Regions from separate parts of the Mus musculus genome. Here region 1 is linked to region 2. The links are chromatin contacts, called in public Hi-C maps. All regions are on one chromosome and are shown on one strand. Each heading gives the region's core, a stretch centred on a gene start, on an enhancer-like site or on the middle of the called end of the contact. The rest is flanking DNA. Distances are from core to core; before and after follow the strand shown. Region 1 has its middle 54 kb from the start of Olfml3. Region 2 has its middle 19 kb from the start of Gm25199.

Region 1 (2,975 bases), core at 214-2,713, 220 kb after region 2:
CTTGGCACAGTCTCCCTCTCCACAAGTTCTCCTTCACTAATAGTTGTTTTTCTTGCTGCACATCCCAACATGCGCGTCCATCTTCCTACTGTGAAGCTCAGCCCCTTGTGGGAACTCCCACTCAGCCTTGTTTTCCAGCCTGTGAGGCACTGTTTGGTCTCAACTCACTGCACAAATGACTAACACTTCCTAAACTCAGAGATGAATCAGCCAGGTTACCAGCTCCTGCCATCCTTCACACAGGCCCGCTGACCTCCTCCAGTGTCAAATGCAGTGCAGCGCAGCCCAGCTCAGCCTGGCCCTGGTTTCCTGGAAATGCAAATGCATCTTGTCCCTGTCTGCCCACCCAGAATGTACTCAAGCCCACATTTCCAGACCAGGGCATCCCAGGTTTGGGTTTTTCCCTTCTTATTTTGCTTTTACTCTTTTGCTGTACAGCACTAATGAAGCCATCTTCTGCAATGTTCAATCCCCATGTCTGACTATAACAAGATCTGCCCACAACTGAGCAATACAACACACCCCCACATCCCATAGAGAACCTTTGCAATCTATTATATTGTGACACCACAGTTCTCTAAAAAAAATTTTTTTAAACACACAATAACAACAAATAAAATTCCTTCCAGGGAAAGAGAAAGCTCACTCCCACTTCACAGACACCCCCTTCTCCCCCCCCCCCCCCCGTGAGAATTAATCTACCTAAATCTCAAAGCCTCAAAGTTCTGGGCCTAGCCAATAGCCAAGCGCCTGTAATGGGCTCCCCAGCTCACCCCACCTCACCATCCGCCCCAATTTCTTCAATCTGCTCAGCAACCAGAGCCATTAAATCTAGAAAACTAATTTGCAAGGAAAACAATGAAAAGGGCAATAGTTTCTCGGTCGGATTCTAATGTAAAGTCCCACCAGGACTGGAGCGTTGTAAAGCCCGGGGAGGGGTGCCTGGAGAGAACCAACGATTAACACTCAAAGCCCCAGCGCTTCGGAAGCTGACCCGATGCAAAATGGAAATCTGCCCTATCCCACGGGGGCCAGCACTCAGGTTCACATTATTTATCCTGCAAACCGAGTTGCTAATAGCAAGCAATCACCGGCTTGCTCCCCCGCAGATCAGGGGGAGCCTGCAGAGTTTGCAGAGCCATCCCAGGACACCTGTCTGGGTTACTTAGGAGCGGTGCTGTTCGGGAAAGGGAAAGGCAGGGAATAAAGCTGGAGAGTGGGAGGAGAGGACGAGCCAGAAAGGCCAGGAGGGGCTGAGCCGCAGGGAACGCAGCTGGTGGTCTTTGCCCAGCCCCTATAGACAGCTGACCTTGGTGTGTGTCGGGGTGGGGGTGGGGGTCGACTCTGCCATGGTCTGTTCCCCAGGGATGGGGGTGGCACTCGGAGATTGGTAGATTCACCTTGAGTCATCCAATGAGTCACTAGCAGAGGGCAGAAATAGATCTTATGAGCCACTGTTCTTGTCACAGCATCTTGTTTCTGCAACCAAGACTCCTAGGAGGGGAGGGATCAGAGTGCTGCACACAGCCAGGCTGGTTCATTTGATGAGAGGACTTCTTCCCAAGTCTGCTCCCATTCCCAAGGGAAGTGATTAAGAGCCAAGAACCAAATCAAATTCTCTGGCCAAGTCAGGCACTCTCTTCACATCAAGTACACCTGTTAGCCATCCCTACCGAGCAACGTCAAGTCCAGCTGGGATCCTCAGCTCTCGTGGGAAGCACACGCATCCGGGAAAGTTTTCTCTTTCCTCTTAACTTGTAGTCTTTTAGGGCTTAGGACAGAAATACAGCTGTCTACCTGACATCCCATACCTTCAGCCCAATGTCTTCAGAAAGCAGATGTAATCTTGTTAGGTACCCATTCATGGCTTTGTACTGTTTGGAAACTTAGCCTTTATTATTATTCAAGTACAGTTGGCTTTGGAAAAAATAGTTTGTTCTCAGTTTTCAAGAAAAAAGCAATCTGCCACACTATCCAGAGCCACATGGGGACACCTATGGGCATTCAGGAATAGGTAGGAACAGAGGGGAGTCCCCCTAAAGTCCTCTGCAGTATGGACCCATTGAGTAACCAGGTGTAGAATTAACTACATTTCAGCTTAAGCTGGAGCCTAGACACTGTTCCCAGTTGCCTCCTGGCTGACCGTGAGGAGATTAGAGCAGGTGGAGGGAGGTCCAAGGTGTGAAAGCCTGATTTTTAAAAAAGTATTTTGGAACATGGACTCTGCATTGGCTGATTTGTGCACAAACAGACCTGAGCAAGCAGTTTACGGTGTCTGATAACTGAGTGGTCATAGAAGGAAAGGTTTCCAAGAGACAGCAAAGCCCCCTGGGGACAAGGCATTTGTCAAAAGAACATCACAGGTGCTGCAATTACCTTTGTAGATGCTGCAACCATTTTATGACCCTAAGAGAAACCAGTTCTGGAGAAACTAACACCAGCACAGTCCCTAGGCCCAGCCTCTGATGTTCTCACACCATGAGCTAGCAATTGCCTTCCTGCTTCAGCTGCTTCTAGTCCATCAGTATTCTATACTAAAAATACCCTAAGACCATCTTTTCAGCTTACTCTAAGATCTGCCTGTGTTCTTGTTGCACTAGATTTGTTTATGTTGTTGAACTAAAATTGCTCTTTAGAGAATGAGTTTGATGTTTAAATTTACTTCACCCCACCCCAGCCACACCCCCATCCTCACCTCACCTCATCCCACCCCACACTCACACCCTCCACCCCAACCCCCTCCCCACCCTCCCCTCTCCCACCCCACCTGGGGATTACAGGAGCTGCAGATGGCACAGAGTGTGGCCCATCACATTATTTTCCAGTTTTGAAGGGCTTGGCCTCACTTGTTGCTATAGAATCTTTCCAAAATCACATAGAAACAGAAGACCGGTATTCTGAAACTAAGAAGATGGTAGCATCCCATGTATGACTCCTGGCTCTTCCCTTGAAGCTGCAGTTGGCCTTAGGTGGGT
Region 2 (2,700 bases), core at 108-2,607:
ATCTTTAAGTCAAGGAGCCTTTGTGAGAGGTTATCTCTTGGACAGGAGACTGACAGGCTCAGCTGCATTAAGTCTTAAGGGAGGAAGGAGACAGCAATCTGTTATGCAATCTTTGGAGCGGAGAAGAAGGAGAAGAACCGCATGGCTGGGAGCAGAGTTAGAAGTCAGATGTTGTCCTAGGAAGCAGAAGAAGTAGCTTTTCCTTAGTGGGCTCCACCTTCACCTTTTCACGGGGTGTTTTAAATCTTAAGGAGGGGGCAAAATGGATGCTTCTCTTTCTAGTGTTGCCAAGGTGGCAGAAGCCGGGGACCAAAGTCTGACTATGAGGTTGGAGTGTGTCCTCAATGGCCTCCGAGTCTCCTAGTTCCTGTTAGCTTCCTAACCTTACTCTCTCAAGAGTGAGACTGTAGATCATCTGAGAGTTGGGCTTTGAGCCAATCTGCCTACTTCTGGCCAAGAACAAGATCATAATTGCTTGTGGGTTTGTTGTTGTTGTTGCAGGGGCTGGGGAGGTCTCTGCCCTAAAATCGTCTGATTAGTTCTACACTCTGTTCTCATCGTCTTCAGTATCTAAAACTATGCCTGGCACATAATAGGCCCTGACAAGAAAGAGGTTAATGAGAAAACGAGAAACCACAAAGGAAAAAAATACATAATTTACATACTACGCAGTTACATTAGCTATTGCTGTAAACTGATTGTCTCAGCCACAACGCTGTGGTTGTTCCAAGTTTTCCCTCTCTTTATCCTTTCTTTAACTCTGCTATGCAAATAACAAAGTTGATGGGTACCTGCCTAACCTTATCCTTTGCCATTTTCTGTTATTCTATTATTATTACAGCAAGTCCCAGACCAAGTCCTGTCCTTTTCTTGCTCCCCTCCCCCATTATTTAAACATTGCTACCAGGGTTTTGAAATCACTAATCTGATTGTGTCAACCCCCTGTTTAAAATTCTTCACTGGCTCCAGGACTCTGTCAGGATAAAGTTTACAGCCTCACTCAGTACACACCTCCCTTCCTGAGACTGCCTTCTGACCCCTTCCCGCCTCTTCTGCCGAGAGTCATCTTTATACCCGTAGTTCCCACCAGACAGGGTCGCTGGAGATCTGAGGAGGAGTGAGCTATTTAACTGCCCTCACTTTTTCATATGCAGTCCCTGCCTTGACCTTTTCTCTCTTTCTGCTCAAGACTCTAGTAATCACACTCCTTTGCACATCTCATCTCCAGCATGTCAGGCTCTAGGAGTTCCTCCTGACCCCTCAGTCTCAGGTAGATAATGCTTTCTGTCTATGGCCCGTCTCCGCCCTTGATAGTCTGGCAGGGTTGATAGTTTGCTCATCTGCTTCCCTGACCAGTGGACACAAACCTGAAAGTAGAGCTGCTGCTGCTGCCACGCCGCCCTTTGACCTCTATGCCTGGCATCGAAATGAGAGCCTGGAAATGTTTGCTGAGTAAGTGACAGTTGTGTGAACAAGCCATCCTCATCTTGAAGCTGTCTGGTCTCAGAGGAGACGCAGGCTGGAAGCCAGGCAGTGAGACACCCAGACAAGGGGCTCTAAAGCTGGACTTACCCTGGGGTTAGCATGTGATCACTGCAGATGGCATGTGAAGGGGCTGACCGATGGACTGCCACAGTGCTGATTGGGGAAAGACCCTGCACTCTGCATGCCTGGCCTGGAAAAATATTATTTCTGACATTTTCCTTGTGTCTGTCCCTGTTGGCCCTCAGTAGTTCACAAAATCTAATGAAAGAAACCAAAAACCCCAGACTGCCTTAGATGTTCTTTAGGTTTGGCTCTGTGACTGAGCCAGTGTTAAAAGGTAGCACGTCCCTCCTGGTGATGGTAGCAAGGAGCTTTACCAGGGAGAGACAGAAACATCTCAGACATGCTGCCTTGGGTGGCTGTGGACTCCCTCTGGTTTGCCCTCTTCACACTCCTATTAACAGAGTTTGTGTTGTCTAGAACAACAAGATTGCCCTCCATGCCTTCACCAAACTGAAGGTAAAACTTACAGTGTGAAGTCCTCTCTCTAACAAATTCTTTCTTCAGCTAAAGACTCAAAGCTTTTTACACTTTCGGTTACAGAGAGATCTCCACTCCGCACAGGTGCTTGCTTCTGAAATGCTTGAAAGTGGAGATTTTCTGTTGGCTCTTCAGACATAGTGAGGCATTCTAATTGGTGGGCCAGGCTGGAGTGGGTGAGGGGGGCAGGTAGAGAATGAAGGGGGATGGGAAATCTCTTCTCCTCAGGCTCAGCACAAAGACACAACCACAGTGATACATAAACACAGTGCTCATTTGTGAGGACTTCCTGCCTTTGAAATCAGCTGCTGTGTGGGAAAGGGACAAATATTTAAGCAACAGTTGGAGTGTTTGTAATTACAACTCCCACTGATGAATAGAAGATGCTAAAAAGACGGCAGAGGACCATTTGGCTCAGAGTGGAGTGTTAAGACTGTGGTAATAGAAAGCAATCTGTTCAAGGAGAGGTCTGGGAGGGCACGGAAAACAAAAACAAAACAAGCAAGCAAAATGGGTAAGTGATGGAGAGAGGCAAGAATAGCAACCTTATAATCACTGTGAAAACGTCAACATTGCTAAATCTTGAAATGTATGTGGGATGTTGAAGATGAAGGAGAGGGCTGTCAGGATAGGACGGGCAAAGGGAAGTTGCTATGAGAGGAACAAGCAGCAAAA

What was found. Hi-C and Micro-C count contacts between places; a contact is called where the count stands out from the background.
Region 1: a contact with region 2 is called in a Hi-C map of the N1E-115 cell line, with 2.6 times the contacts expected there. The contact joins two enhancer-like sites. A contact is called at or near these places in 1 of 39 promoter capture datasets (stem cell-derived epiblast-like cells), 3 of 484 Hi-C or Micro-C datasets (the N1E-115 cell line, bone marrow-derived macrophages and nephron progenitors) and 1 of 115 datasets of contacts at active chromatin or transcription factors (embryonic stem cells).

Annotation. Positions count from the first base shown.
Region 1 is chr3:103,682,463-103,685,437 of GRCm38.p6, forward strand. No RefSeq gene overlaps it. Among named protein-coding and RNA genes, the nearest start is that of Olfml3, 54 kb to the right of the region's middle. Within about 2 kb of position 1,464, at least 88 of the 459 cell types and tissues checked have an H3K27ac peak or open chromatin away from gene starts, as enhancers often do. A contact at or near this core is called in the N1E-115 cell line, where this site is marked.
Region 2 is chr3:103,463,939-103,466,638 of GRCm38.p6, forward strand. No RefSeq gene overlaps it. Among named protein-coding and RNA genes, the nearest start is that of Gm25199, 19 kb to the left of the region's middle. Within about 2 kb of position 1,358, at least 32 of the 459 cell types and tissues checked have an H3K27ac peak or open chromatin away from gene starts, as enhancers often do. A contact at or near this core is called in the N1E-115 cell line, where this site is marked.